Regions from separate parts of the Sus scrofa genome. Here all the other regions are linked to region 1. Evidence: chromatin contacts called from public Hi-C, HiChIP or PLAC-seq and promoter capture Hi-C data. All regions are on one chromosome and are shown on one strand. The core of a region is the stretch at or near the end of the contact, and the rest is flanking DNA. Distances in the headings are between cores, read along the strand shown. Region 1 holds the start of ALDH9A1 (4-trimethylaminobutyraldehyde dehydrogenase). Region 2 has its middle 56 kb from the start of LRRC52. Region 3 holds the start of UCK2 (uridine-cytidine kinase 2). Region 4 has its middle 25 kb from the start of MGST3. Region 5 holds the start of TMCO1 (transmembrane and coiled-coil domains 1).

Region 1 (6,316 bases), core at 2,067-4,566:
CCAGTTCCCTGGGGAAGGAAATTCGGGTATGGAGGTGGCTTTAGCGGCACCCGGGCTTGGCTTTAATCAAATTGCGAGGTAGGCAGTTTCTGTCAGCATCTGCTCCTCCTTTAGCAATGATTCTGCTCCTCCCTTTTCCTGCCCACCCCCCAACCTCTGCCCTCCATTGTGCACCCATCCTGGGTGTGCACACCCATCTGTCTGTGTGCTGTTCTCTGTCTCTTTAAATTTTCACCTTGACCCTATACAGCTGGCTGACACACTCTGTGGCTTCTCAGTTGCTCTGGGAGTATTGCAAACAAGCTCCTCGCAGGAAACTTAGAGGTCCTTTTTTTTTTTTTTTTTTTTTGTCTTTTTGCTATTTCTTTGGGCCGCTCCTGCGGCATATGGAGGTTCCCAGGCTAGGGGTCGAATCGGAGCTGTAGCCACTGGCCTATGCCAGAGCCACAGCAACGCGGGATCCGAGCCGCGTCTTCGACCTACACCACAGCTCACGGCAATGCCAGATCGTTAACCCACTAAGCAAGGGCAGGGACCGAACCCGCAACCTCATGGTTCCTAGTCGGATTCGTTAACCACTGCGCCACGACGGGAACTCCTATAGTTTTTTTTTTTTTTTTTTTTTTTTTTTTTTTTTTTTTTGAGGTCCCTTAAATCTTTTCCCCAGGACCTGCTTTCTGGATTTCAAACCCCGCCTTTTCTTTGATAGATGACTGCCTAATAAGAGCGAATTCTGATAGCAACTTTCATGGGGACGTTTTGACCCGGATAGCAACATTTGGACCCAGTGTAGTGAGAAGAAATATGCATTGGACTTGCACAGAGCTGAATTCCCATCCCAGCTCCTCTGGGGGATGAGGGGGGAAGCTCTACAACCTTTCTTAGCTATTTACCTCAGCTTCACAAAGAATGATAAAACCCATCTTGCAGAATTGCCACTGAGATATTTATGAAAGTGTCACATATGAGCTCTTTAACTCAATCTGTGTTTTTTTGTTTGTTTATTTTTTGTTTCGTCTCTTTTTAGGGCTGTACCCGAGGCATATGGAAGTTCCCAGGCTAGGGGGGTCGAACGGGAGCTGCAGCTGCCAGCCTACGCCACAGCCTCAGCAACTCAGGATCCAAGCCATATCTGCCACCTATACCAGTTCACCGCAACGTCGGATCCTAAATCCACTGAGCAAGGCCAGGGATCGAACCCGCATGCTCATGGATGTTAGCCGGATTCATTACTGCTAAGCCACAGTGGGAACTCCCTCGATCTGTGTTAATCCCATTTTCTCTCACAGATTTATGAGCAGTAAGTGAGAAAATAAATGTGAAAGGTTTTGCAACCTATAAAGTCTCTTTACATGTTGGGTTTTGCCAATAATATATATTAATGACACTAATAATAAAAGCAGTGATAGGCAAATGGAAGAGCTGAATATTTTGGCAGAGGTTTGCCCTTTTTATAATTTATGAATTATATCAACAGACATGACCGCATATCTAAAATGAACATCAGGCAGGAATCATGATCTGACATGTCAAAATGTGTTTGTTGGGGCAGAACATTATAAATAGGAATTGCTCCCTCCTCCCCCTGGATAAAAACCTTGAGATGTATGGTCTCTGTACACACAAGTGACCATCCTTGCTCCAGTGATCCTGGAAATCTACTTTGCTCCTCACCAACTCATGATATGTTTCAAGTCTGCTTCTAACCTCTAACAATAACAAAGGTAGTAGCTGAGTTTGGTCCCAGGTTGTTTTAAATTTGAATAATGCTCTTTCCATTTGAGGACTGTAGAAAGTAACATAATGTCTTTTCTATCAAAGGAAATCTTGGTTACTCCATTTTGCTGGGGGTTTTGGCTGAAACGCCTTCCTGGGACACCCCCCTCCTCTTTCCCTCCTCTCCCAGGAACAATTGTTTCAGGTTAGCCAATGGAGAAGAATGTGCACCCTGACCTGACCAATGGGAAGGGGACAGATACATCACCTGTGATAGGGATAAATAGGGAGGGTCTTTTCCTCTTTGCCCCTGCTTTTTGAGTACCCGCACCCTTCTGCAGAAGTAGAGAACCTTGTCTAGATCTCCCCGTGTTCACGTGTCTCATTTTCTGACACTGAAGATCTGAGCCATCTCCCCAACAGGACAAAGGCCTACAAATCTCATAGCATTGAGAGGGTTAACAAATTGGCATAGGGTTCTGGAAAAGCTGACCAGTGTCATTTATTTCTATTTTAAACCTGAAAATCACCCTCCCTAATATCATGTTGGAAATAAAAGGAAAAGAAAAGAACATTGAGAAAGACTGCAGCCCCTAGGAGAGAAACATGCCTGCAGGAAATCATGGAATGTAAAAATGGCCAATTAATTTCTGTTCATGAAGTCTTTGCAGCATATGCATGGGAGTGCAGTCTGAAGAAAGAACAGGATTGCTTTTGTGTAAGCTCCCTTAGCTGACACGATCTTGCGAGTCCCTCCAAGTGGCTGTACAGAGTGTCTTTTTTCCTCATACCTTCTCATGAGGCCTTTGGTTTTTATAAACTATTATGTTTTTGTTTGTGCTATTTGTCATCGATAGCATTCACACAGCTCTTTTAGAATTTAAAAAGCAGTTTCACACGACAATATTGTATGTTTCTTTGACAGTCCTTCCCTTGGTCTTTACCATAACTTTTTAAAAAAAAAGACTTAGGAGTTCCCATACAGGCTCAGCCTAAATGAATCTGACTAGGAACCTTAAGGTTGTGGGTTCATCCCTGGCCTCGCTCAGTGGGTTAAGGATCCGGTGTTGCCGTGAGCTGTGGTGTGGTTTGCAGGTGCGGCTGGGATCAGATGTTGCTGTGGCTCTGGCGTAGGCCAGCAGCAACAGCTCCGTTTAGACCCCTAGCCTGGGAACTTCCATATGCCGTGGGTGCTGCCCTCAAAAAGGCAAAAGACAAAACAACAAAAAAAGAGACAATATTAAGTAATTTTAATACATTCATAAGGAGCCTTAGAGCGATGCTTAGCAAATAATAAGTGCTCAGATCATTTACTGAACATCATGTACATTCCAGGCAGGGAACCTGAATGAATGCTTCGTTTGCATTTTCACAATAACTTTTAAAAAGTCCTATTATGTATATAAAGAAATGGCGGCTTAAGAGTGAAGTAACCAAAGTAAAATTCCTAGCACGCCAATTCTTCATTTTCTTTAGTCGAAAGGATCAGGAGTAGGATCTTAAGGATGAGTACATGCAGTGATGTACCAGAAAACTCTGGTTCCAAATACTGATCTGGAAGAAGAAAGTGAAAGTGAGCGAGGGAGAGAAAGCGCGCGTGCGTCTGTGCATGTGTCAGTGAGCGTAAGGCTCTGGTTGTCACGCATCCTTTCGGCTGTGCGAGGACCGGACCTGCACCACGGAGGAGCCCCAAATGAAGGTCCCCAAAAGCCTCCCAAACTCCGCCCTGGAAGGTCGGGCTCTTGCCAGGAGACCGGGTAACTCTAGTCCTAGCCCTGCCACGCCCCTCAGCCCCCTCCGCGAGCTCTGCCCTCGAGCGGCCTGCCCCTCCCACGGCCCCGCCCCTAGCCCCTTCCGTCTCTCGGTCCCGCCCCCAAAGCCCTGCCCCTCCCCTCGGCCCCTTAACTGGTGCCCACGCCTCCCTCGCGTGTTTCTCCGAGCTGGCCTAGCCGTTCTCTCTCCGCTTCTCCGCACTCTCCGGCCTGCTCCGGTCGCTGCGATGAGCACTGGCACCTTCATCGTGTCACAGCCACTTAATTACCGCGGCGGGGCCCGCGTGGATCCGGTGGACGCCTCCGGCACCGAGAAGGCGTTCGAGCCGGCAACCGGTAACTGGACGGAGATCAGGCTGCCAGGGCCTGGGTGGCCAGGCTGCAGACGCCATGCGGGCTGGGTTAGGGGCAGGGTCGGGCGGGGGTTGACGCTCCCCCGCCTGAGGGGTGCGCCTGTTCTAGGCCCTGAACCTTCATTCGGTGCGTTCAGCAAACGTTTATTGACCACAGACACTTGACGGTGTAGAGTATAAAGTTGTATGTGTGTGCCTGCAGCTAACGCTGCTGTGCAAACACGAGTGCATCTGCACCCGGACAGGAAGGGAGTCTAGGAAACTGGAAAAGCTGGTGAGTTGCGCGGCGGGGTCATGGGTAATTTTACAACGGCCTGAACAGAGAGCCCACAAAGGTGCGTGAGGTGGTGTCTTTGTTAATTATTACCCTTTAAAGCTGGGACTGCAGTTCTGTCTTCCGCGGTGCCCTTAGTAGAGGAGTTCTAGAAGGACGGGGGTGAAAAGAAACACGTGCCAAAATGGAGGTGCTCGCACAAATGATTCTAATGAGCAAGACTGAGGACTTTGTTGCCATCTCCTAGTGTTAAAACGTTTCTGAACATAAATCGGAACTGAGAAGAGGGGACGAAATCTTGCTTCTATCCAGTGATTAATGTGTGCCAAGCACTGTGCCAGGCCTCAGATCACAAAGCAAATGAGAGGTTTTGTTTTGTGTTTGTTTTGCTGGGTTTTATGGAATATTTATGGGGAGAGAAATGTAAATGTTTGCGCAAACCGGAATGGCATGTAGCCAGAGAGATTTAAAACTGGATTTCAAAGGCCTGGGGAATTTAGGTTTGACCAATTACACTGAAGCGCAGAGCGCTGACTTGCCAGCAGGAAGGGGTCGCAGACATCATCAGGGTCTCCTTTAGGTAGGAGGAAACAGCCTCTTGACCCCCACCTCCATGTTGATGCAAAAGAAAGAACAATTGCTCTTTATATTAATCCCCTACAGTTGTGTGAGATCTTTAGCCACTGCCGTTACCAATTGGCTATTCAAATTTGTAACAAATTGCAGGTTTGTCAGATCTCTGGGAAAAAGCAGAGTTCTAGGTTTTCTTGTGGGAGGGGAAAAGAAACTGCTGACTTGACGTCTTAGGGAATTCGTTTTGGTAGAGTCAGTCACAACCCTTGGGATTTGGGTCTAGAAAAACTGATCATTTCATATTTTGCCCCGAATCGGGATAGGGAATACAATTGAAATAAGAAGAGACCTTTTTTCCCCTGTATTTGAGAGAGTTTTCTTCTATTAGGAATATCTTTTCTTGATATTCTGTTTATTAACCATATTTGTCAAGTGTCAGTAGTATTATATCACTTGTATAGAACATAAACCAGTGATTTAAAATCAGAGTTTGGAGTTCCCATCGTGGCTCAGTGGTAACAAACCCGACTAGTATCCAAAAGGACTCCAGTTCAATTCCTGGCCTCTCTCAGTGGGTTAAGGATCCAGTGTTGCTGTGAGCTGTGGTGTTGGTGGCAGATGTGGCTGTGGCCTAGGCTGGCAACTACAGCTCTGATTTGACCCCTAGCTTGGGAACTTCCATATGCTGAGGGTGAGGCCCTAAAAATACCAAAAAAAGAAAAAAAATCAAAGTTCATGACCCAGGAGACTGAGTATAGTTTTGCTTTTGCAAACCCTTTCAGATTCCCAAACATTGCTAAGCAGTGTTGCAAAATATTTGAAAGGAAGTTAATGTAAGTAAACCCAAGTGTAAAATAGAGCAGGGTGGGGGTTCTTACTCCAAAGTTCATGGTGTACTAGGCAAGGAACCAGATCTCTGTAATTCTGTGAAGTCTGCAACTTTTGTTAGGCGCTTAAAAGGCGTAGTGACCCTTAAATAAGAGTTAAGAACTACTGGTATAGGTTGGTCACTAAATCAAACTATACTTAAAAACAAGGGGATCATTAAAAGGAAAATTGGATACACCGTGTTTTATTTAAAATGTGTGGTCACAATTTGCGATGACACTGACTTTCCATGTATTTATAGGTCGAGTGATAGCTACTTTCACATGTTCAGGAGAAAAGGAAGTAAATTTGGCTGTTCAAGATGCAAAGGCTGCCTTTAAAATATGGAGCCAGAAATCTGGCATGGAGCGTTGCCGAATTCTTTTGGAGGCTGCCAGGATAATAAGGGTATGTTTTGATTTACTCTCTTCCAGAAAAGCCCTCTTGAATTGCTCTTTGAGTTCCTTGTGATGATTTGCAGTTAGACTTTGATGCACTATGACCTTTTAATGAAACTGAAAAACATTTTCACATGCTCACTTTGGTGGGTACAACAAGCTTTCATTCGGTGATTAACTTCTGACTCGTAGCTCCTTGTGAGGTCTCCCCTGGCAGGTTTTCTTTGCCTTTTTTTGCTGTGGGCTCCTCTAGGCATATTGAGCTCCCAGACAGGGATCAGATCCCAGCCTCGGTTGTAACCTAAACTGCAGTTGTGGCAACACCAGATTCTTAACCCACAGTGCTGCACCATGCTGCCGTCC
Region 2 (6,316 bases), core at 2,824-5,323, 120 kb after region 1:
GCAGGTGCAGCCCTAAAAAAAAGCAAAAAACAAAAACAAAAACAAAAAACAAAACAAAACAAAAAAAAAACTTGGACACTGCTCAGGAAAAACTGGAAGGTAGTATAAGGTCAGCCAATAGCCTTTCATTACTCAGCCTTGTTGGATCCCAATTCTAAACCCACTGGAACCCTGCCATGTGCTTTGCTTAGATTCCATTGAATATATGATTTATACAATACTACACATAGAAAATCCTAAAGATGCTACCAGAAAACTACTAGGGCTCACCAAAGAATTTGGCAAAGTTGCAGGATATTAATTAATTAATAACACACAGAAATCTCTTGCATACCTAAACACTAACAACAAAAGCTAAAAGAAAAATTAAGGAAACAGTCCCATTTACCATTGCATTGAAAAGAATAAAATACCTAGGAATAAACCTATCTAAGGAGGCAAAAGACCTGTAGTCCAAAAACTATGTCACTGGTAAGAGAAACTGAAGATGACACAGATAGAGGAAAAAAATTGTAACGTGTTTTTGGATTAAAACAATCCATATTAATTGACAGAACATTGTAAACCAATCATAATAAATTTTTTTAAAAGAATCTATCTATCTATCTATATTTGTCTTTTTAGGGTTGCACCTGCACCATATGGAGGTTCCCAGGCTAGGGGTCGAATCCGAGCTGTAGCCACCAGCCTACACCACAACCACAGCAACACCAGATCCGAGCTACATCTGTGACCTACACCACAGTTGATGGCAATGCTGGATCCTTAACCCACTGGGTGAGGCCTGGGATTGAACCTACATTATCATGGATACTAGTCAGATTTGTTTCTGCTGAGCCATGACAGGAATTCCAAGAATCAACATTGTTAAAATGACTATACTAGCCAAGGCAATGTACAGATTCAATACAATCCTTATCAAATTCCCAATGGCATTTTTCACAGAATTAGAACAAAAAATTTTTAAATTTGCATGGAAACACACAAGACTAAATAGCCAAAGCAATACTGAGAAAGAAAAATGGAGCTGGAAGAATCAGGCTCCCTGACTTCAGACTACACTACAAAGCTACAGTCATCAAAACAGTATGTTACTTGCACAAACCCAGAAATATAGATCAAGGGAAAAAGATAGAAAGCCCAGAAATAAACCCATGCACCTATGGTCAATTAATCTACAGCAAAGGAGGCAAAAATATACAGTGGAGAAAAGACAGTCTCTGTCAATAAGTGGTGCTGGGAAGTTGGACAGCTACATGCAAAAGAATGAAATTAGAACATTCTCCTACACCATACACCAAAATAAACTCGAAATGGATTAAAGACCTAGATATAAGGCTGGCTACTCTAAAACTCCTGGGATAAAACAGAGACAGAACACTCTTTGACATAAATCACAGTATCTTTTTGGATCTGTCTCTTAGAATAATGGGAATGAAAACAAAAATCAATAAATAGGACCTAGTTAAAGCTTTTCCATTGCAATAGAAACCATAAGCAAAATGAAAAGACAACTCATGGAATGGAAGAAAATATTTGCAAACAATGTGACTGACAAGGGATTAATCTATAAAATACATAAACAGTTCACACAATATCAAAAAACAAAAACAAAAACAATCCAATCAAGAAATGGTCAGAAGATCTAAACAGTCAGTTTCTCCAAAGAAGACTTACAGATGGCTAACAGGCCCATGAAAATATGCTTAACTTCACTAATTATTCACTAATTATTAGAGAAATGCAAATAAAAACTGCAGTGAGGTATTACTTCACACACAGAATAGCCATCCTCAGAAAGTCTACAAATAATATATCCTGGAGAGGGTATGGAGAAAAAGGAACCCTCCTACTCTGTTGGTAGATATATAAATTGGTGCAGCCAGTGAAGAACTGTATGAAGTTCCTTCAAAAACTAAAAAGAGATTCTGCAATCCCACTTCTGGATATTTATCCAGAGAGTTTAAAAATTCAATTCAAAAAGATACACGCACCGCAATGTTCATAGCAGCACAATTTACAATAGTCAAGACATGGAAGCAACCTAAATGTCCATTAACAGAGGAATGGGTATATTTAAAAGAATGAAATAATGCCATTTGCAGCAACATGGATGGACCTAGAGATTATACTATGTAATAATTAAGACAAATATCATATGGGTTATATGTAGAACCTTAAAAATGTGCAAATGAACTTATTTACAAAACAGAAAGAGACTCACAGACATATAAAACAAACTTATGGTTACCAAAGGGGAAAGGGAGGGAGAATTAACATATATATACACTACTATATATAAAATAGGTACCCAACTGTATATAGCACAGGGAACTATACTCAATATTTTGTAATAACCTATGATGGAAAAGAATCTGAAAAAGAATATCTATATATCTGTATACATCTGAATCACTTTGCCGTACACCTGAAACAAATGCAACATTGTAAATCAACTATACTTCAGTGAAAAAAAGAAAATATGACTGAGAGATATATTGGAGGAGCCTTGGTTCCAGAAGTGAGGAGTTGCTGAGTTAACCAGTCATCAGGGTCAGCTGAGAGAGAAAGGAATCCATGTTCAGTGTAACAGTGAAAATCGAGGAGAATTTTCCAAAGAAAAGAGGGACCAGGGAAAAAGAACCACAGATTGTGCAATGAGGAAGAAGAAAGAAGATGCAAAGAGAGCATTTCAGGACCTTAAGATGTAAGAGTCAGGGCAGCAGAAACAGAGCCCTCATTGAACATAGTCACTTGGGAGAAAGAGAGCACTCTGGTTGTCGTCCTGTGCCACCTTGTGGCCACCGTATCAGTTCCTACCAAACACTCTGCCTTCTCTCACTCCCATTCAACTCCAGCGCCCTCCACTTTGCTATACAATTTCAGAGTTCTATGAGGAAGGAGATACTGGACTCCAAATGGGGATAGAACCCCGTTCTTAAAAAGCACTGTTGAAACAAGAGAAATGCTTGAGGGACAAATGGAGGACTGACTGAGTAAAGCTGCTCAAGGGAGTGAAAATTAGTTACAGTAAAGCTTGTTTCCTAATACAGAGCGAGAAGACTGTCAAAACCCAAGGCAAGTAGCATTGATATACCAGCAATGGAAAAGAGAGATTTTCCCCTGCATTTATAATGTTCCTGGGAAAGGGACTCTACATAGTAAATTCAGAATTAGGAAAAGAAAGGGTCAGGAAACAGTAGACGCCAAACAACTGCCACTGAAGTTGTCGGAAAATTCAAGAGAGCCAGCGCTCTCCACTTTGCTATACAATTTCAGAGCGCTATGAGGAAGGAGATACTGGACTCCAAATGGGGATAGAGCCCCATTCAATCTCCTGATATCCCTACGTACATTTGAAAGTCAAAGTCAAAGTTACTTGAGTTGAGCCCACAGCAATGATTAATTTCAGTGATGGATCTCAGGGCACTGATTTCCTTGGCCTCTCCTTGGTAGCAATGTATTCTTCTCTACTACTGCATCAATGCACGAGGATTAATATTCATACTTGCAGTGGAGTAGAAATGAAAACTTTTTTTTTTTTTTTTTAGGGCCGCACCTGCAGCATATGGAGGTTCCCAGGCTAGCGGTCTAATCAGCGCTGTAGCCCCCAGCCTACACCACAGCCACAGCAACGCAGGATCTGAGCCGTGTCTGTTGCTGTTTTTCTGTCTCAGGAAGCAAACCTTGGGTTGGTGATCCAGATACCTCCTCTGGCGGGTTGATCAGATGCCTACAGAGATTACTGCCGGTGCGTGATAACCGGCGGGAGTGGGCTCCGCCGGGGATCCTTTCCACAACTCAGCACGGGTCCAGGGGATTCTCATTTCTTTGGGTTCCTCTGACACTGCTTTCCTAGGCCCACAGGAACCTTGACTGAAGGTCCTGGCCCCTGTCTTAACTGGTACTTTGGGCATTAGTGACTAACGACCACTTCACCAAACGAGCAAAAAGCAACCAACATTTCCTTCCAGCGTTATTTCCTCAGCCCCGCTCTCCCTGGGAACCGACCAGTCAGCGTCGGGCTTTGTGTGGCCGCGCCCGATTGGTGCGTTGCGAGGGTCCGTTCGAGAGGGCCGATCCCATTGGGCAGTCTCTCCGCGCGTTGTAGGTAATAGAGGCCAATCGGAAAGGCAGGAGCCCAGGCAGGGCCTGCCCCGTAGCAAGTGGCTGCCCAGAGGCGGCCCGTTACCTTAGCAACCGCGGAAGCTTGGGACCTGGGTCTGCAGATTAGCAGAGCGCAGAGCCCCATGCAGACCTAGGCATGCTGGGGACACTAAACCCAGTTTCTTGAGCACACCTTTCAGAATTGACAGGAGAGATGGGTTAGAAATGAATGCCTCATTTCTGTCACTTTTATTCTTTATCCCCTAAGTATTTTTGTGTGTCAACCTCAATGTAAAAATCCACTTGCCTTGACAGAGGCATAAGAAATACTTCTATGGGTCAATGCAACTGTTTAAAATAAGTAAACTGTGAAAACTTTGGCAGTCAGCCTTTCTCTCATTTCTCTACCTTTTCTATGAGAAAAACATGTGCCTTGCTTGTTATTTATATGCTTGCTAGACATTTGCATTCTTCTCACATGGAGAGATTACATCACGAATCCTTTCCATATTCTGAGATTTTCAGATACACTAACAGATGTAAGAAAGAGTAAAGGAACATTCTGAAGTCATTCAGAGTGGGATAGGAGTTGGCCACTATAAGGGACATTTCCCACCGTCTCATTCCTAATCGCTTTGGTTTAAAGATAACAGACTGCTTTTTCTTCTCAGGAGTGGAGGAAACTAATGGACAAAAGGAGGAATAAGCAGACAAGGGAAGGTGGGATCATGTGCCAGGCATTCTTGGATAGCTTCAATGTAGACAAATTTCCCTCTCCCAAAATAGTTTTAATTTTATTGTTATGTGGGTATACATTTTTTTTCCTTTTTTAAAAAGTAAGATTTTATTTTTAACAGCAGTTTTAGGTTTGAAGAGCTGGATTTCCCATACACCTTCTCACCTCATGCACATAGTTTCTGCGTTATCAACATCCTTCACCAGAGTGGTGCACTTACTACAACTGGTGAACCTATAATGACACATCATCATCACCCAAGTTTACCTTAGGGTCCACTCTTGATGTCTGTTCTATGGGTTTGGACGAATTACGTATGTATTTTAGGAAATGACCCCAAAGTAATAATAGGTTACCCCCAAGAAAGAGTAGGTTAATAGCTGGTTGATTTCAGTTTGGAATTTAAAATGAAGAAGAAGGAAAAGAAGAAATATAACTATTAAGTAATGTACTGATTTTCTCGTTTGGCTTTGAAGGCAGTTCCAAGAGTAATTCCATAGATATTCTGAGCAAGGTTGTCATGTCACCTGGCAGTCAGTAGACATATAGCTTCCTGTGAGGACTCCTTTGAAAAGGAATATTCACTTGGATGGATAAATTCTGATAATCAAAACTTGACCATCTTTCCCCTTTTTTGCTCCCTCTTTTCCATCTTTATCTCATTTTCACAAAGGATTTGGAGGCATGGCTTAATAGATTCAATTCAATTAAAGCTACTTTGACATGAAAATATATAAATATGGGGCTTATTACTATTATTTTAGTCATTACCAAAATATTACCAAAATTTTTAGTCATCACTGATTACATCCTGTAGTACTCAGATTAAAACAGCCTGTAGATATGCTACTTAAAGATTAGGTAGATTAAAACTGAAATGTTGGGAGCTCCCACTGTGACACAACGGGATCGGTGGCCTCTTGTGAGCACTGGAACACAGGTTCCATCCCTGGCCTGGCATAGTGGGTTAAGGATCTGGTGTTGCCGCAGGTGTGGCTTAGGTTGATACTGCAGTTTGGATCTGATCCCTGGCCTGGGAGCTCCATATGCCATGGGGAGGCCAAAAAAAAAAAAAAAAAAAAAAAAAAAAAACCAAAAAAACCTGCTAAACAAAATATTTTCCTGTCGTCGTTGAATTAAGAAGCATTAAAAAGAAGCATTAAAAGAATTTTTGCTTCTGCCATGTGAAATTAGTAGGCATTACTAGTTCTCTTTTTAAATGTTTCTAGCCCTTAAGTTGTTAATGAAATGTATATATTGAACCACATGGGACTACTAGGATTTTGATTTTATTTGGTCAAAACAGTCAAGTATTGGCAATTTCATGTGATTCTACCTAATATATCCATAAGAAAAATTTCACATAAAATATTTTAAAGTGTCCCTTTCCTGATATATATGACCACCTTCTATGTATCAATTTTATGAGTTAAAATTTTATATATTGGGTTTACTTACAGCAGGACCCTTTTA
Region 3 (6,316 bases), core at 2,472-4,971, 110 kb before region 1:
GGACCGTAACAGCCAAAATACAGAGAGGGAATGGCACCTAAAGTCATGGATATATATGCAGGTAGAGAAGTTTAAACTGTTTCTTTTTCCCTTCCAGGGTTACTTCTTGCTTCCTCTAGACCTGTCCTAGGAGGAAATTGGAGAATCTGGTTTTTGTTTGTGTTTTTTGTTTGCCTTTTTAGAGCCTCGCCCGCAGCATATGGAGATTCCCAGCTATGTGTCGAATGGGAGCTACAGCTGCTGGCCTGCACCACAGCCACAGCAATGCCAGACCCGAGCCACATCTTCAACCTACACCACAGATCATGACAACACCGGATCCTTAACCCACTGAGCAAGGCCAGAGATCAAACCCTTGTCCTCATGGATATTAGTCGGGTTACTTACCACTGAGCCACTATGGGAATTCCCTGAAGATGAGTTTTTAACAATGACTTGTCATGTCAGCTTAGCAGAAGCTTACTCATAGAGTTTTATTTCATCTTCCTTTTAAAACAAAATTTAAAAACGTGATATGTGGACCAGCAGTCGTTATTTTTGCCTTCTACCACCAAAATAATTTAGTCTAAGATAAAATACTTGCAACTCAGGGCAGCCATCACATTGAGACAAATCAGAGCTCTCAAGAGCTGAACAGGGAGTTGTTTTTTCTTATAAAGGAAGGGAGGAAGCAATCAAGGTCTATACCGAGTGGCCACTGGGTACAAAGCAATCTGCATTTCCATTTCCTTTCAGTCAAGTACCTCTGAAATCATTGTGAAGCCATTTTCAAGTAGCCCCTTTCCAGGTTTAATGTGTAAACTTATGTTCTCCAGGCATGCCTTAGTCAATTCATCTTAAGAGCAGCAGAGCAGCACTGGTCTAGCCCTGGCTCCACCGCTAATAAATATATGATTTGAATTCATTATTTTTCCCATCTATGACTGAAGAGATTAGTGTTGAACTCCAGGGCCTCTGAGTTTCCTTCTAGCTCTAAAGTTGTCATTATGGTTGATGCCTTAGGCCCTTGCCTTCTCCCAAATTCCTTTAACAAGCACAGAGTAAATACCCAGGGGATAGAGTATCAACCTTGCTTCCAGACCCTCCTGTACTACAATGTTTAGGCTTGAAGCTTCCAAAGGAGGTCCAGTGTATTGATGCTGACCATCCTTAGAGAAAAAAAAAAAACAAAAACCTTCAAATTCCTTGGAGGAAAGGCTCTAAGGACTGGAATAGGGAATCAAGACATAATTGGAGCAAACTGACTACAGTATAGAATTTCAGAAGATCAATGCTCCTTTGGACTTTTTTTAGCAACCAAAAAAAAATTATAAAATAACCTTAAACAATGACAAAGTATTTGTAAATGCCCAAAATATATAACATGCTCTCAAAATACGACAACAGACCCTTTCTTGGGAGTCTCTTCCTCCTTGATGAGAAGTAGGGAAAGCAGAGTTAGTAGCAGGGCCCTTCATGGCTCACTACTAGCTCCTACCTGACACCCTACTGAAACAACACTTAAATTTCTACTTATTATCAACTGAGAACAGGTGATGATCGAGGCGCACAAGAAAAAGGGGGTTATTTCATCTTTCAGGATCTCAGCTTCCACCTCTGTAATGACTACATTATTTAGATGATTGCCAAGGTCATTTTGTTTCTAAAAGCTACACTCATCTGCCAATTTCAGTCTCCTTCACCCTAGGAAGGCTGGATCTCAGGATAATACTTGGGCCCAACTACCTGTCAGGCATCTTGCTAGAAGCACTGGGAATATAGTCATCAACAACAAAAAGGGTCCCATACAATAGGAATATGCGGGGGGGGGGGGGCCCTCGGTGAATTCCAGTCGAACAGGTACACTTCCTTAAAAAGCTGGCATCCTGGTTTGGTTTTGCCTTACTAGTAATAGGACCAGCAAAGAACATGTTTTTAAAAATTAAAAATTAAAAAATGCACTCAATCAGGGGTTTCGTAAACTTCTGGGATCTAAAGCTGGCCGATTCCCAGCCCTGGGAGCTACGGACAAGATTAACTAATCAATAAAGAAGTTCCACAGCGCCAGCTGCCGTGTCTGGGCCCCACGCGCCAAAGTAATCCAGACCTGGAGGGAAAAATGTAAAACGAAAATGGGGGAGGGGCCACGGAAGAGTCGGATCCGGAGCGAAATACCTCGTGGCTGGCTTCTCATGGCGCCAACGAGCCTTCCTGCTCTGCTCTCCCCGGCCCTAGGAGGCATCATCCCGCCTCCCCAAACCCAGTGCGCAGCGCCCATCTCTCGCAGGCTCCCCTTGAGCCTGTGCACCAAATGAACTGGGAGATTGTTAAACAGTAGAGGAAACAAGTAGCCACATCTTAAAGGCAGGGGAGCAAAGAAAGAAACATCTGGGAGGACTCCACCCTTCACCTGCAGAAAAAGCCGGGGGTAATTTAAAAGCGTTTCCCTAGTCTCTTCTTTGCCTAGCTGAAAAAACAAAGAAAGCAGGCTTCTCGACAAGTCAGACACCCAGAGGACGACCTCTTCCGTGGATCCAAGACGCGTACGCCCCACATATCGAAGAGCACGTAGCCAGCACAACTTTCTCATTCAAGCCGACAGCGTTTCCTCTCATAACCAAAAAAAAAAAAAAAAATAGAGAGAAAGAGAGAGAAGCCCCGACTATTATCATTTCATTGATGTCACCTCGCCTATTTGTCTTTCAGGATTGTGTCTGGAAACCCCTGCAATCCCCAGCCCCGTGTCCAGCCCAAGTGGGGCTCCCCTTCCCTGGGACGCCGCCTCGCGGGCTCCCGCAGCCCTCCCGGTCGGGCTACCCGGCTCGCTCCGCCCTTGGCACCGGGGCGACACATCAAAGTCAGGCCAAGGGAAGATGTGTGTCTCGGGGTTCTTAGAGAACCCTGCTTTTAAGGGTCTCCCATGTCGTACTCGCAAAACAATAAGATCTGCTTTCTCCGCCCCTCCCCCATTAGGACCCTGGCCACGAGTTACCACCGCAGGGTAAAAGAACAAGAGGTTGCGCGCCAGCCCCGTGCTCGGTGGCAAGGGTACCCCTGGAACCTCAGATGGCCCGAGTCCCCACCCGCCCGTCCCCCGACGCGGCGCCCGGAATCCGCGCGGTTAAGACCCAGCGCTGGAGTGCCGCCAGGAGCGGAGGCGCGCGGGCCACGCGGTGGCTGCAGCAACTGACACGGCCCGCGGCCGCCGGCCACATGCGCCGCCGCCGCCGGGCCCAGGCCTGGGACGGGGAGGGGGAAGGGAAGAGAGCACCGGGGCCTCGCCATACCTTGCCGCTGGCCGTGCCTCCGCTGACGCCGATCAGGAAGGGTTCGCCGCCGTTGGGCTGCTGGTGGTTCTGCAGGGTCTGCTCGCTGTCCCCGGCCATGGCTCGCGCCGCCCCTCCTCCCGCTGCCTGTGCGAACGGACGCACGCTCCCCGCCCGCGCCCGCGCAGGGCTCCCTCCGCTTCCCGCAGCAGCCGCTGGGCGCTGCCCAGGTCTAGGCTGCCGCTGCTCCTTGCACGCTGGTCGGAGCCGGCTGCTGAGGTTTGGGTCTGGCTTTCCCGAAGGAGTCGAGAGTCTTCCTCTGCCCGCAGCGGCCGGCTGGGTTTACATCCCAGGCAGAGGTCAGCGTGATGCTGCTGCTCCAATCCGGGCGGGCAGCGCACTGCTATTCGCCGAGCAAAGGCGGCGAGGCGTCTGGCCCCAGCCTCCGCCCCTCCCGGGCCCCGCCGCAGCCCGAGGTCTCTGGGAAAGGTGTGAGCCCGACCCTCCTCCCCACCCTCCGGGTTAACCCTTTCCCCGACGACGACCTGCGGTAGATTAAGGGAAAAGAAAGGAACCTGCGTTTTGAGTATGCTACCACCACCTACTTCAAAAGGGATGCGAAGCTAAGAGGGCAGATGAAATAATGGAGGGAATGCCCCAGGTTTGAGAAGCAAAATTAGAGCAAGCTTGGGCGATTAAGATGAAAGAAAGTGTTAACGTCATTTACTCTTTATCCAGGCTAGAAACTTGTGTTCCGAAAATGAGTTTTTACCCCTCCAAAACAGTATGTCAGCCGTTGGCTTTAAATATTTCCTCTCTTGAAAACCCCCAAACACCATCCCCCTTAACCGGCGATTCTCTGGAGTCCTTCTTCCTAGGGAAGGGTAATTTGAAGGGCTCATCTGAGGGGCACCCTTGCCTCCTGCCATCAACGCCTTTTCTAAACATAGTTTGAAATCCCAAACACTGAAGTTCCTCTGTAGGTAGAGCTTGTGGAATCATTAAAATAATACTTAATGCCATGTGGACTTATTAATACCTTTAATTGAACTGGTTTTTTTCGGAGATGGGCAATTAGGCACTTGGTTACAAAGGCAGCAACTGCTGATGACTCAAGAGGAGCGCTGCCTCTGGAGCCAGATTTCTGCATTTCACAGGCAGTTCCCTGAGCAAGTTGCTTAATCTCCCTTGGTCAGTATTCTCATCTGTTAAATGGGAATAACAATGGCAATTACGTGCTAGGATTGTTGTTTTAAGTCAATTATCACATTTAAAGTACTTAAAATAGGAGTTCCCTTATGGCTCAGTGGGTTAAGGATCCATCCTTGTCACTGCTGTGGCTTGGATAGCTGCTGTGACGGGGTTAGATCCCTGGCTCAGGAATTTCAGCCAAAAAAATTAAAAGTGAAGTATTTAAGCTAGCACCTGGCAAAGGTACAAGACCCTGTGTAAGTGTTCTCTGAGAAGAGGCTCCTAAAGGGCTGAAATTGGAAAAGGAATCTATGTTGGGACACAGGGTAGAGAGGGAGAACCAGACTAGTAACTTCCAGTCTCTGCCCTTGTGAACCTCGGACTGGTATCAGTCCGCATGGAGGGGGGGGAGGCGGTGACCCTACAGTCTAAAGAACTTCAGTCTGTCACATTCTCTCTCAAAACTTGATATATTACCCTAAATTCAGCATTATTTCAAAAAAAATACTAAAGAAAATTAAGAGTATTAGAAATAAAGTGTTGTTTTCACCTTTGAAGTATTTCAAGTTACCATCCGAAGCCAAACTCTACAGAAGCTCAGACAGGAAACTAGGATGAAGAGAGCCGCTACCTGGTACCCAGAGGCAGGTATTAGGAAGAACCCAGATAGAGGGTGCCTTACCAAATGGCTGTGGGGTGGGTGGGTCTTATCTGATTCCCAAGTCTGCTTCTGCTCCTCCAAGTCTTCTCCCCACTAAAAAGATAATAGTCTTCCAGGACTTTTGACAGCTCTTTAGAGCCCAGGACAAGGCCTATTGGAATTTGGAACTTGAGGGACTCATAGCTAAGGGAGTATTAGGTAGCTGAGAGCAAAGAAGAGGATGGAAGAATGCCACATCCTCCATGGACTTTTCCCAAATCCTCACCTTCTTTATCATTCCTATAACTTTTTTCTACAGTATTTCATCATAAAAACTTTCTAACATAAAGCTGAAAGATTTTACAGTGAACACTGATAATAGCCACTACCTAGATTCTGCCCTTGACATTGTACTATGCTTGCTTTATCCTAGTTCCCTACCCAGCCTCTATCACATTTTTATTATAAAATTTGTTTCCCTTTGTTTTTTTGGGTTTTTTTTTTTTTTTTTGGTTTGGTTGGTTTTTTATTTTATTTATTTATTTTTTATTTTTATTTATTTATTTTATTAATTTTTTTTTTTTTTTTTTTTTTTTTGTCTTTTTGCCTTTTCTAGGACCGCATCCACGGCATATGGAAGTTCCCAGGCTAGGAGGCCAATCGGAGCTGTAGCTGCCGGCCTACACCACAGCCACAGCAATGTGGGATTTGAGCCATATCTGCGACCTACACCACAGCTCATGGCAACTCGGGATCCTTAACCCACTGAGCAAGGCCAGGGATCGAACCTGCATCCTCATGGTGGATTTGTTAACCACTGAGCCACGATGGGGAAACTCCTTGTTTCCCTTTGTTAAAGGGATTTTTTCCGAACTGTTTTATAGATTTATTGCTTCGTTTATTTGTTTCTAACTACTGTATCCCTAGCACCTAAAACTGTTTCTGACACATAGTAGAGCCTAAATAAATATTTATTGAGGAATTCTCTTGTGGCACAGCAAGTTAAGGATCCAGCATTGTTACTGCAGCGTCTGGGGTCTCTGCTGTGGTGCGGGTTCGATCCCTGACCCAAGAACTTACACGTGCCACGGATGCAGCCAAAATAAGTAAATAAATAAGTATTCATTAAATGAATAAAGAGACACTATGTCTCGCTTCCACATTCCCAAGGTCCACAGTAGAGAATAATTGGAAGTAGGGAGCATTCAATACATGTTTGCTGAATGAATCGATGAATAAA
Region 4 (6,316 bases), core at 2,094-4,593, 71 kb after region 1:
TTTTGCACAGCAAAGGAAACCAAAAAGAAAACAAAAAGACAACTTACAGAATGGGAGAAAATAGTTTCAAATGATGCAACTGACAAGGGCTTAATCTCTAGAATATACAAGCAACTTATACAACTCAACAGCAAAAAAACCAATCAATCAATGGAAAAATGGGCAAAAGACCTGAATAGACATTTCTCCAAGGAAGATATACAGATGGCCAACAAACACATGAAAAAATGCTCAACATCGCTGATTATAAGAGAAATGCAAATCAAAACTACCATGAGATACCACCTCACACCAGTCAGAATGGCCATCATTAATAAATCCACAAATAACAAGTGCTGGAGGGGCTGTGGAGAAAAGGGAACCCTCCTGCACTGCTGGTGGGAATGTAAACTGGTACAGCCACTATGGAGAACAGTTTGGAGATACCTTAGAAATCTATACATAGAACTTCCATATGACCCTGCAATCCCACTCTTGGGCATCTATCCGGACAAAACTCTACTTAAAAGAGACACATGCACCCGCATGTTCATTGCAGCCCTATTCACAATAGCCAGGACATGGAAACAACCCAAATGTCCATCGACAGATGATTGGATTCGGAAGATGTGGTATATATACACAATGGAATACTACTCAGCCATAAAAAGAATGACATAATGCCATTTGCAGCAACATGGATGGAACTAGAGAATCTCATACTGAGTGAAATGAGCCAGAAAGACAAAGACAAATACCATATGATATCACTTATAACTGGAATCTAATATCCAGCACAAATGAACATCTCCTCAGAAAAGAAAATCATAGACTTGGAGAAGAGACTTGTGGTTGCCTGATGGGAGGGGGAGGGAGTGGGAGGGATCGGAAGCTTGGGCTTATCAGATACAACCTAGAATAGATTTATAAGGAGATCCTGCTGAATAGCATTGAGAACTATGTCTAGATACTCATGTCGCAACAGAAGAAAGGGTGGTGGAAAAAACTGTAACTGCAATGTATACATCTAAGGATGACCTGACCCCCTTGCTGTACAGTGGGAAAATAATAAAAAAAAAAAAAGAAGAAGAAAAATAGAAGTCACACTGTATATACTTTTTGTTGTTTGCTTTTTCCACTTAATAAATTATAAATCATTTCTCTTATTTCTTGAACAGTTCATTCTGCAGCATTATGTGGTCCTGATTGCATGGATTTACCGACCCCTTCTTGTTGGAGTTAGCTTGTTTTCAATTCTTTACTATTATAAGCGATTTATCTACCTTGTAGATAAATCTGTGTGCATGCTTGTGATTATTTCTTTTGGCCAAATTCCTTTAAAGAGGATTTTCTGGATCATTTTAAAGTCTTTTGATAGATATTAACAAGATGCCCTCCAGGGAAAGATTTATAATCTTCTCCAACACTAGATAATGGATATCATTTTCCTCCATCTCCAAATGGGGATAAGACCTTTCTTACAAGGTCATTGTGAAGTTCAAATGAAGTAAAGACAGAAGTCCAGAAGAAGACACAGGATAATGTATTTTGCAAGTTCCTTTACAACATCAGGAACACTTTGGCTCAGTTCCTACTTCAGTCACCATTGATTCTCCATTTATAGTGTCTTCTTCCAAACCTCTCCTAAAGGTCACCATTTACCTCATAAGCTCTCTCCATCCTTGGAGTCTCAAACATTGCTCTCTAGATTTCTTTCTTTCTGCTCTCCTTTACTACCTCCTTTTCATCAATCTGCATCTTAAAATGTATTCAAGATTTTCTAAAGCTCTATCCTTTTTTTTTTTTCTTCTAACTCTTCTATGAGTCTCTTCTTTAACTTTCTTTTATTGGCTGCACCGACTGCTGTGGTTATTTGAATAGTCTAGAGTTCAAACCCTCATCTCTTTGGGGCAAAATCCCTCATTTTCTGTATATTCTTTGAAGGTAGTACTTACTACTGCAATGTAAAAGTTGAAGGGCAATTCTTCCTCTCCCTCATTTCAGAGGAGTTAAGGGAGTGGGTGCATGCCTCCATCTTGGCCCATCAGTTTTACTCTCAACACTCAGGCCCTCAAGAGAATGAACAGCAACCAAGGGACTTTTTGGAGTTCTCATCTACTCTGTGGCTGTAGCAGTGGAGGGACCAGAACTCTCTGAGAGATTCTTCTGACCACAACGTTAAAAACTGCAATTTCCCTCTCCTAAAGGCACTCTTTATCCCCCCCCTTCTTTCATTTTCTATTCTTTTGACATATTTTTGGATTTAATTTGTTTATGACCTGTGACCACGACTTGAATATAAGCAGCATGAAGGTGGGGTATGGTCTATCTATTCATTGCTGTGCCTCTAATGCTCTGAGGTGCCTGGCATAGAGTAGGCACTCAGTATCTATCAATTAAACAAATGCACGAACGTCTGGTTCTTGTTGCCTAGCTGTCTGGAACCCCCTATGTTCCTGACCTTTTCATGAAGCCTGTCTCTCCAGCCTACCACTGACTCTGAGCCCCCATAGCCTCCCAGGTAATACCCTATTTGGCATGTTAACCAGTCAGTTTTTTTCAGGCAGAACTGCTTACTATATTACAGACTTCTGATCCACAGGGGAACCAAAACCACATTTGTTATCTTTCCCAGCAAATTTTTATGTATTTCAGCAAAGAACATCATCTAAGCAGTCGCCTTAACTGGAAATTGGCACCACGCCTTGTCCCTCACTCCTTGGGCTGGGAATCACATAGTCTTGCAATGGAATTCCAGAATAGTCATCATTTAGCTGTGTGATTCTAGCAGGGAATTATATAATTTCTCTGAAACTTTTTTTTTAATCTGCAAAATTAATACATCAATACCTATTTTGCTTTGCTCTTGAAAAGATAGCATAGAGTCTGGGCTTAATTTAGGCACTTAAAAATTGGTAGTTATTACTACCAATACTTTTTTTGTTTGTTTTTTTTAGAGCTGTACTCACAGCATATGGAAGTTCCCAGGCTAGGAGTCTAATCAGAACTGCAGTCATCGGCCTATGCCACAGTCACAGCAATGCCAGATCTGAGCTGCATTTGCACTTACACTATGGCTCATGGCAACGCTGGATCCTTAACCCACTGAGCAAGGCCAGGTATTGAACCCACATCCTCATGGATCCTAGTCGGGTTTGTTAACCGCTGAGCCATGAAGGGAACTCCCCAATACTTGTTAATGGCACCTCAAAGCAGTCTCCTTTCTAGTTCTTCTGCCCTAGTTTAGACATCAAATTTCCTCTAACCTAGACAATTACGGTAACCTTTTAACTGGCTTCTCTTTAAACATTCATTACCCAGCTACTCTCAGTTACCTATCTAAAGCAGACCTCTTCTTTGATACTGACCAATGCCTTTAGGACAAGGTCCAGACTTGCGTACATTGTATTTCAAAATATTTGAACAGTCTAGCCTCAAGCTGCTTTCCCACAATCCTCTCTTGTAACATTAATGTCATAAGCATTTGTTGAGTGCCTACTGGATTCCAGGCAGTAATAGAACTTACATTTTAATAGGGGAAACTGACAATAAAAACAGGATAATCACAGATTGTTAACTGAGATTTCAACCTGAAGCTTCAGGAGGCATGGACGGTTTCCGTTGCCTCTTTTGTGCTTCTGCCAACCCATCATGAAAAGTGTATGTTTCAGGAAGCCAGTGTTTCTTCACTCTGAAGAATTGGAAACATGGCTGGCAGACCCAAACCTGATTTGCAACCTGGAGCCAAACTTGACTGAACACAAGCAAGGTCAGCCAAGCCCAGCACAAACACAGCTAGCCTGCAGACTTGTTTGTGAGGCACAAATATTTACTGTAACTCACTGTGAGTCTTGGCTTGTTATTTTCATTTTTTTAAAAATTTTTGTGCATTTTAGGGCTGCACTCGCAACATATAGAAGTTCCCAGACTGGGGTCAAATCAGAGCCACAGCTGCTGGCCTACATCACAACCACAGCAACTCGGGATCTGAGCTGCACCTGCAGTATACACCACAATTCACAGGAATGCCACTGAGTGAGGCCAGGGGTCGAACCCTCATTCTCATGGATTTTAGTTGGATTCATTTCTGCTGTGCCACAACAGGAACTCCCGTTTGTTGTTTTAGCAAAACTGAGATAATACGAAGATAGAGCCAAGAGGGCTTGCTTATGGGCTGGATGTGTGGGAAAGGAAAAGAACGAAATCAAGGTTTCTGTCTTCAGAAATAGAGTGGCAATTGGCATTAATTACCAAGGAATTACCGAAGAAGTAATGTTGTTAAAATGGCCATACTACAGATTCAATGCAATCCCTATCAAATTACCCATGATATTTTTCACAGAACTAAACAAACAATCCCAAGATTTATATGGAACCGTAAAAGACCCAGAATTGCCAAAGAAATCCTGAGGGAAAAAAAAACCAAGCAGAAGGTAAAACTCTCTTAAGACTTCTGACAATATTACAAAGCTACAGTAATTAAGATAATGTGGTACTGGTTCAAAAACAGACAAACAGACCAGTGGAACAGAATAGAGGACCCAGAAATAAACCCAGACACCTATGGTCAATTAATCTTCAACAAAGGAGGCAAGGATATAAAACTGGAAAAAAACATTCTCTTCAACAAGTGGTGCTGGGAAAACTGGACAGCTGCATATAAATCAATGAAACTAGAACACACCCTCACATCATGCACAACAATAAACTCAAAATAGCTTAAAGACTTAAACATAAGAAAGACACCATAAAACTCCTAGAAGTGAACATAGGCAAAACATTTTCAGAGTTCCTGTCGTGGCTCAGTGGTTAATGAACCTAACCAACATCCATGAGGACTTGGGTTTGATCCCTGGCCTCACTCAGTGGGTTAAGGATCTGGCATTGCCGTGAGTTGTGGTGTAGGTTGTAGATGTGGCTCGGATCCTGTATTGCTGTGGCTGTTGTCTAGGCCAGCAGCTACAGCTCTGATTCAACCCCTAGCCTAGGAACCTCCATATACTGTGGGTGTGGCTCTAAAAAGACCAAAAAAAAAAAAAAAGAAAAAAAAGAATTCTCTGACATCAACAGTACAAATATTTTCCTAGGTCAGTCTCCCAAAGTAATAGAAATAAAAGCAAAAATAAACCAATGGGACCTAATTAAACTTACAAGCTTTTGCACAGCAAAGGAAACCATACCAAAAAAAAAAAAAAAAAAAAAAAAAAAAAAGCAAGCAAAAAGACAAGTACGTAATGGCAGAAAATAGTTTCAAATGATGCAACTGACAAAGGCTTAATCTCTAAAATATATAAACAACTCATACAATTCAACAGCCAAAAACAAAAAAACAAAAACAATAACCTAATTGAAAAATGGGCACAAGAACTGAATAGACATTTCTCTAAAGAAGATGTAGAGATGGTCAACAGGCACATGAAAAAATGCTCAACATCACGAACTATCAGAGAAGTGCAAAGCAAAGGTACAATGAGGTACTACCTCACACCAGTGAGAGTGGCCATCATTAACAAGTCAACAAATAACAAAGGCTGGAGAGGGTGTGGAGAAAAGTGTCCCCTCCTTCACTGTTGGTGGGAATGCAAATTGGTATAACCACCATAGAAAACAGAATGGAAGTACCTCAGAATGCTATGACCCAGCAATCCCACCCCAGGGCATGAAAAAGATACACGCATCCATATGTTCATAGCAGCACTATTCACAATAGCCAAGACCTGGAAAAAAACCTAAATGTCCCTCAACAGACAAATGGATTAAGAAGATGTGGTATATACACACAATCAAATACTACTCAGCCATAAAAAGAACAAAGTAATGCCATTTGCACCAACATGGATGGAGCTAGAGACTCTCATACTAAGTGAAGTGAGTCAGAAAGAGAAAGACAAATGACATATGATATCACTTATATCTGGAATCTAATATAGGGCACAAATGAACCTATCTACAGAAAAACAAACTCATGGACATGGAGAGCAAACTTGTGGTTGCCAAGGGGGAGGAAGTGGGGTGGACTGACGATTTGGGGTTAGTAGATGCAAATTACTGCATATGGAGTGGATAAGCAATGAGATCCTGCTGTATAGCACAGAGAATTATATTTAGTCACTTGTGATGGAACATGACAGAGGGTAATACGAGAAAAAGAATCTATCTATCTATCTATCTATCTATCTATCTACCTACCTACCTACCTACCTAGCTACCTATTTTTCTACCTACCAACCTATCTGGGTCACTTTGCTGTATAGCAGAAATTGGCAGAACATTGTAAATTAACTATAATAGAAGAAATAAAAATCTTTTAAAAAATTACCAAGGAATTACCCAGTTA
Region 5 (6,316 bases), core at 1,519-4,018, 68 kb before region 1:
GGGACAGAGCTGGGTATGTAACTGGAGACCAACCACTTAGAAGGCTGTATCACAAGGAAGGCAATGGTAGATGCAGCCAAACACCTGCACAATGAATTATTAATGGGACTCTTGGAATGGATGTGGCAAAGATGTATAAGTCCCCATGTATGAATTTTCCCAGGAATGATGATGAAAGTTCCCCATAGTCCCTGCCTTAATTCTTTCCAATTAATCTCTGTGTGCAGATTACAGACCTATTGAGTTACAGGATGGCCTTTCAGAGCCTCCAAAATCACACTTTCCTGAGATGTAAGCATCTTTCGAACACTGTTAACATGGGAGGTGGCTCTCCAAGGCCCAGGTAAAGCTGTGGCAAGAAATAAACCTCAGTGCTGAGGGGGAGAGAGAGAGAGAGCAAAAACAAAAACAAACAAAATAACAAAGGAAGGCAATGGTGACTTAAAGTGTGCTAAAGGGTATTGAAAAACATGGAAGAATAGATAAGAAGGAAGAACTTCTCAAACTTGGTGATTAGACATGTACAATAAAGAAGAGGGAGTTATTAAGAATAGTTCATGTATTTCTGGCTTGAAACATCAGGTAGAGGATGGAGTTACTTATTAAGAGAATAACGGAATAAGAGCAAAATTGGAGTTTCGGTGAAAGAACTGGGTAGGTTCAGTTTGGGATATCCAAATGGAGATGCTCAGCTGGCAGTTAAATAGTAGGTCCTAAAATAAGAAAAGACATTTGGGCCACAGATATTATTTCATGAATTATCAGTGAATAGATGCTAACTGAAGCTATTAAAGAAAGCAAGATCACAGGGAAAATCAGAAAAAATTAGCTCAAGAATCATGTGGTAGCGGGTTTAATAACAACTACTAATAGGGAGTTCCCATTGTGGCTCAGTGGGTTAGGAGACAGACTAGCATCCATGAGGATGCGGGTTTGATCCCTGGCCTCAGTGGGTTAAAGGATCTGGCGTTGCTGAGCTGTGGTGTAGGTCACAGATATGGCTCAGATCCTGTGTTGCTGAGGCTGTAGTGTAGACGGGCAGCTGCAGCTCTGATTTGACCCCTAGCTGGGGAACTTCCATATGCCACAGGTGCGGCCCTAAATTAAAAAAAAAAGAAACAACCTGGTAATAATAATAGACATTTATGGTGACCTTTCTATGAACCAGGTGCCATTCGATACACTTTACTTAAATAATCTTTTTTTTTCTTTTACTAAAGGCTGCACCTGCAGCATATGGAAGTTTCCAGGTTAGGGGTTGAGTTGGAGCTGTAGCTGCTGACTTACGCCACAGCCACAGCAACACTGGATCCAGGCTGAACCCAATGAGGGAGGCCAGGGATCAAACCCTCATCCTCATGGGACACTATGTCAGGTTCTTAACCTGCTGAGCCACAACGGGAACAATCTTAAAAAGAAGAACAACAACAACTTTTGGATTTAGGTACTATTAAGTCATTTTACATTAAAAGAAACCAAGGCAGAGTGCAGTGAAATAATTTGCCTAAAATCACACAAAAAAAGTATAAACTAAGGCAGAAAGAAGATATGGGTCCAGGAAATAGTGACTCAGACCCTAGAAAATAGTGAAAGGAAGTCCCAGGCAAAAGCCCTGTAGTAGTCATAGAAATTACAGAAGGACAGTGAATTTTTGGAGGGTGGTCTTCATGGAGAAAAGCTTGAAACCTAAAAATTAATACAAGTGAGAGATAAGATATAAGATAAAGGAGTCTGAGAGTTCCTGTTGTGGCGCAGTAGAAACGAATCCGACTAGGAACCATGAGGACCTACACCACAGCTCTGCCTGGATCCCTAGCCTAGAACTTCCATATGCTGCAGGTGCAGTCCTAAAATTAAAAAAATAAAAGGCTGGAGTTCCCATCGTGGCGCAGCGGAAACGAATCCAACTAGGAACACCATAAGGTTGCGGGTACGATTCCTGGTCTCGATCAGTGGGTTAAGGATCCGGTGTTGCCATGAGCTGTGGCGTAGGTCCCAGCCGCGGCTCGGATCTAGCGTTGCTGTGGCTCTGGTGTAGGGTGGCATTTATAGCTCCGATTGGACCCCTAGCTTGGGAACCTCCATAGGCTGCTAGTGCAGCCCTAAAAAGCAAAAAAAAAAAAAGGAATCCGGCAGCATGTAGTAAAGATGTCATTGAACTTCCTTCTAAGCACTGTTCTTCAACAACACAGTGTAGGGTCACTGACTGCTTCAATCCCTTTCACTAGCTTTCTCTGACCAACCCCTGAACTGGGTCACCGCAGCATTCTGGATATACCTCTATAATACCCTAATCACACTGTATGTACCAGTTTCTCTCCTTCGCTAGGACGTGAGTGCCTGGAAGCCAGATGCTCATGACTCATTGATGTTCGCGGCCCCAGCCCCAAATCCGTGGCCTGGCACCGAATTTCGGTGTTTGCGAAAGTCAATTTCTCCACTTTACACAAAACTTGGCTGAACTACCTACTTTGTCTTAGATGTGGGGCTGAGGCAGAAATTCGGACAAGTCCAAACAAGCGGATTTCGAGCGAGAAGAAGGAGCACACCCACAACAACCACAACCAAAAGCTAAGGAGCCAGATCCCACCAAGGCAACACGGTCCCAGCTGCTCCAATTGCAACTCTCGCGAGATTCGGCGTCAGCGACAGCCCCCGACACTTGCTGCTCCGTTTCCTCTGTATTCTCGCGGCTACGCAACAAGCCAGCGCGAGCACTTCCGGCGCTGCGCGCAGAAAGCGGAAGTGTTACTTCCCGTCTGTCAGAGTCGGTGTGTAACTCGGTGGTCCTGAAGTCTAGGAGTCGTGTACATTTTGCTTTCCCTGGCTCTCGAGCGCTTCCCCCCTAGCGGGTGGGAGTGCAGGGACGGAAGCGCGAGATGAGCACCATGTTCGCGGACACACTGCTCATCGTTTTTATCTCCGTGTGCACGGCTCTGCTCGCCGAGGGTGAGAGCGGCCGCTTCTCTGACGTTTGCTCAGTTCCTGGGGTGGGGGAAGGATCCCGGGCCCAAGGTCCCTCGCGCCACCAAGGTCGCGAGCCTTGCTTCCTTTGGCAGGGGCGGGGGTGGGGGTTCGTCTCCTCAACTCCAGGGAATCTTTCCTCCAGGAGCCGAAGGGATGGTGTGGAATCGATTGCCGAGGTTTCTTTGGCGTAGAGTAGATTTCGCTTGGATTTCTGTGGAAGCACCTTCATATAATGTCACAGTTGTTTTGGGTGTAGAGTAGGTTATCTTCACAGTTGAAAAAAGTTAATTACTGCTGAATATAAGGCAAAAAGTTGGAAAGCATTCTTATCCAACAGTAACCACCAATAAAGGCTGTTGTAATTGTTCCAAACATTTCTTTATTAGCCTGTTGCTTCTAATATTTCAGGTATAACTTGGGTCCTGGTTTACAGGACAGACAAGTACAAGAGACTGAAGGCAGAAGTGGAAAAACAGAGTAAAAAATGTGAGTATGGCAACATCCTTTAGAAATAGTTGCAACACATCAAGCTCGCTGAGTGGCTGTTCACAGTACATGTTTAAATAGCACCAACTGATATAAAAACCTTATAGTGGAGTTCCTGTTGTGGCGCAGCGGAAAGGAATCCGACTGGGAACCGTAAGGTTGTGGGTTTGATCCCTGGCCTCGCTCATTGAGTTAAGGACCCCTCATTGCTGTGAGCTGTGGTGTAGGCCTGCAGCTGTAGCTCCTATTGGAGCCCTAGCTCTGATTGGAACCTCCACATGCCTCAGGTGTGGCCCTAAAAAGCAAACAAACAAAAACAACAACAACTTTATAGAGATACAAAGGTGAATCCAACCTGAAGTCTCTTTAGATGCAAAATATGTAATATAAACATCAGCAGAGCAAAGGACCTGAGGGATACTTAATGTGGTGTGGTGGTTCTAAAGAGATCCCATTGGTTTGTGAGGGGCCATGGAAGCCGTTGTGATGCAGATGGCCCTGCAGTCCTTCTTGGATAGTTAGAATTTGGGTAGAGGACTAGATGGGGGAAGGAATTCCAGGCAAAGGAAATAGCATATGTACAGAAATATGGAAATTTTAATCAGTAGGGCGTGTTTGGAAAACAGTGGGTCAGTACGATTGTCTTGGGGATAAGCCGGCTTTCAGTTAGGTATGATGGTTGAACGAGTATTTGAAGAAAGGGTTAAGAACAAGTTGAGTTTGTTTTTGAAATAAAACAGGAATTCTGTAGGATACAGCTGAGGGGGCTACTAGCAATGTAGAATGAATGGTTCGTCATAGGCTTGATTTGGCTTTCAGTCTTCTACCTCATCTTAGGACTTTATTCTATGATTTTTCTTTATGTCTTCATAAGTGTTTGAAATTTTCGTTCTTACAATATCCCATTTCCAATATCCACATAGCAACTGTTTGTGGTCAGTTATTCTCCCTTTAAAGAAAAGAAGATTGAGACTCAGAAAGGTTAAATGACATATTAATGTCACAGAGCAAACAAAGAATTAGAAGCCAAACTCAAACCTTTTAAATTATGGGTTACTTATTTACTTATTCAGTGTTGATAGAGCACTTCAGCATATTTAAAAACCAAGCTTATTATCTTACCTTCACTCATGTGATCCTTTCCCAGGATTTCCCTGTTTGGTGAGCAGAATCTCCTTGCTTCCAGTGGTGCAAGCTAGAAACCTTGCTATGCTTTCTTCATTTGGCTTTTGATTTTGTTCTTATTTTGTTGGTTGGTCTTTTTTTTTTTTTTTTTTTTTTTTTCTTTTCAGTTTCCTTGTTGATCCTGTTCTTGACCTCCTGCTATAGAGAGTAACCCAAAATTTATTTTTTTTCCTCTCTACTCACCCCTTTGGTGAAGTCATTCATGTGCTTTACTTGTCAGTGACTCCCAAATTTATATCCTTAGCCCACTCTCCTGAATGTTGTATTCACATGTCCAACTGTTGACTTGTTAATTCTGCTGGAATGTCTGACATACATCTCAGACCCAACCTGTCCAACTGAACACTTGTTCGTCACTTCCAAGCCTGTTACATTGGTAGCCTTCACAGTCTTGATCAATGGTAATTCTGTCCTTCCCGTTGTCAGGACATAATCCTTGTGTAGTTATCTTTGATTCTTCTCTCACAGTCCATATCCAGTACTGTTGGGCTGCCTTCAGATATATCCACAATCTGACCATTTTACATCACCTTCACTGATAACTACCATAGTCCAAGCCACCGTCATCCTTTGCGTGAGTTATTGTAATAACCTCCGACAAGTGTCCCTGTTTCCCTATAGTCTGTTCCCAAGATAGTAACCAGAACTACCCTTTTAAAAGTGCATCAGATCATGTCTCTCCTCTGCTCACACCCCTGTGATGGTGTCCCATTTTTACTCAGAGGAAAAGCCAACGTTTTCACAGTGGCTACAGAGCTTTCCTCTTATGATTCTGATATTCTTTCCCTCTCATTCACTCTACTCCATCCCCACTGATGTGCTTGCTGTTCCTCACTATATGTTGGCCTTACTCCTATGCTAGAACCTTTCTAATGACTGTCCCCTCTACCTAGCATATTCTCTATGATAGCGGCTTACCTGCTCTTCATATCTTCTTCATATCTTTGTTCAGAGCTCACCTTAGTGAGTCTTAACTTGACCACCCTGTTTAATCAGCCCTCCTCCTCTACCATTGATGCTCCTCATCTCTCTTATCCTGATCTGTTTTCTATTTGTTTGTTTCATTCACCTGCTAGAATGAATGCTTCACCATGGCAGTGTTCTTTTTTATGATTGATGTGCCTCATGTACCTAGAAGAGTGGCTGGCACATGGTAAATGTCTATTCAATATTTATTGATTTGAATACTTTCTTCTCTCACCTTGTATGTGCACACTGTATATGTCTACTGTTGTTGTTTGGCTTTTTAGGGCCATACCCACAGCACATGGAAATTCTCAGCCTAGGGGTTGAATGAGAGCTACAGCTGCTGGCCTACACCTCAGCCACGGCAACTCGGGATCCAAGCTGCGTCTGTGAACTACATCATATTTCATAGCAACGCTGGATCCTTAACCCACTGGGTGAGGCCAGGGATCAAACCAGCATCTTCATAGATACTAGTTGGGTTTGTTACCACTGAGCCACAGTGGAAATTTCCTGAAAGGTTTTTTCTAAAAGGTACCAAGTTTTGATTCAGGTGATCTCTAGACTCATGAGTGTGCTCTAAATGTCAGTAAGACTTCTTCCATTATGTTACTTTTATAATATAGACAGTGAAAGAACACTTTAATAAATGAGAAAGAGTAAAGTATTATAGGTAATTGGATTCTTGTAACAAAATTAATTATTTGAAAAC

The links. Promoter capture Hi-C pulls out the DNA fragments that hold promoters and counts their contacts. A called contact is a pair of places that touch in the nucleus more often than the background predicts. HiChIP or PLAC-seq counts read pairs in DNA pulled down with a chosen protein or histone mark.
Region 2: a contact with region 1 is called in a Hi-C map of fetal liver, with 2.2 times the contacts expected there. The contact joins the enhancer-like site here to the promoter of ALDH9A1 in region 1. A contact is called at or near these places in 2 of 5 promoter capture datasets (fetal liver and liver) and 9 of 47 Hi-C or Micro-C datasets (blood, embryonic fibroblasts, fetal heart ventricle and 4 more).
Region 3: an H3K27ac HiChIP or PLAC-seq map of alveolar macrophages shows a contact between it and region 1. The contact joins the promoter of UCK2 here to the promoter of ALDH9A1 in region 1. A contact is called at or near these places in 3 of 47 Hi-C or Micro-C datasets (embryonic fibroblasts, fetal heart ventricle and heart right ventricle) and 1 of 2 datasets of contacts at active chromatin or transcription factors (alveolar macrophages).
Region 4: a contact with region 1 is called in a promoter capture Hi-C map of liver, with 5 times the contacts expected there. The contact joins the enhancer-like site here to the promoter of ALDH9A1 in region 1. A contact is called at or near these places in 1 of 5 promoter capture datasets (liver), 7 of 47 Hi-C or Micro-C datasets (heart right ventricle, liver, skeletal muscle and 1 more) and 1 of 2 datasets of contacts at active chromatin or transcription factors (alveolar macrophages).
Region 5: an H3K27ac HiChIP or PLAC-seq map of alveolar macrophages shows a contact between it and region 1. The contact joins the promoter of TMCO1 here to the promoter of ALDH9A1 in region 1. A contact is called at or near these places in 4 of 47 Hi-C or Micro-C datasets (blood, heart right ventricle, liver and 1 more) and 1 of 2 datasets of contacts at active chromatin or transcription factors (alveolar macrophages).

Annotation. Positions count from the first base shown.
Region 1 is chr4:85,026,598-85,032,913 of Sscrofa11.1, forward strand. ALDH9A1 (4-trimethylaminobutyraldehyde dehydrogenase) reads left to right here and starts at 3,317. Exons shown (of 11, transcript XM_021089487.1): 1 at 3,317-3,473; 2 at 5,818-5,963. The coding sequence starts at 3,410.
Region 2 is chr4:85,146,543-85,152,858 of Sscrofa11.1, forward strand. No RefSeq gene overlaps it. Among named protein-coding and RNA genes, the nearest start is that of LRRC52, 56 kb to the right of the region's middle. Within about 2 kb of position 4,074, at least 36 of the 83 cell types and tissues checked have an H3K27ac peak or open chromatin away from gene starts, as enhancers often do. A contact at or near this core is called in fetal liver, where this site is marked.
Region 3 is chr4:84,915,510-84,921,825 of Sscrofa11.1, forward strand. UCK2 (uridine-cytidine kinase 2) reads right to left here and starts at 3,722. Exons shown (of 7, transcript XM_021089486.1): 1 at 3,267-3,722. The coding sequence starts at 3,365.
Region 4 is chr4:85,097,273-85,103,588 of Sscrofa11.1, forward strand. No RefSeq gene overlaps it. Among named protein-coding and RNA genes, the nearest start is that of MGST3, 25 kb to the left of the region's middle. Within about 2 kb of position 3,344, at least 1 of the 83 cell types and tissues checked has an H3K27ac peak or open chromatin away from gene starts, as enhancers often do. A contact at or near this core is called in liver, where this site is marked.
Region 5 is chr4:84,959,144-84,965,459 of Sscrofa11.1, forward strand. TMCO1 (transmembrane and coiled-coil domains 1) reads left to right here and starts at 2,769. Exons shown (of 7, transcript NM_001167585.1): 1 at 2,769-2,949; 2 at 3,376-3,453. The coding sequence starts at 2,880.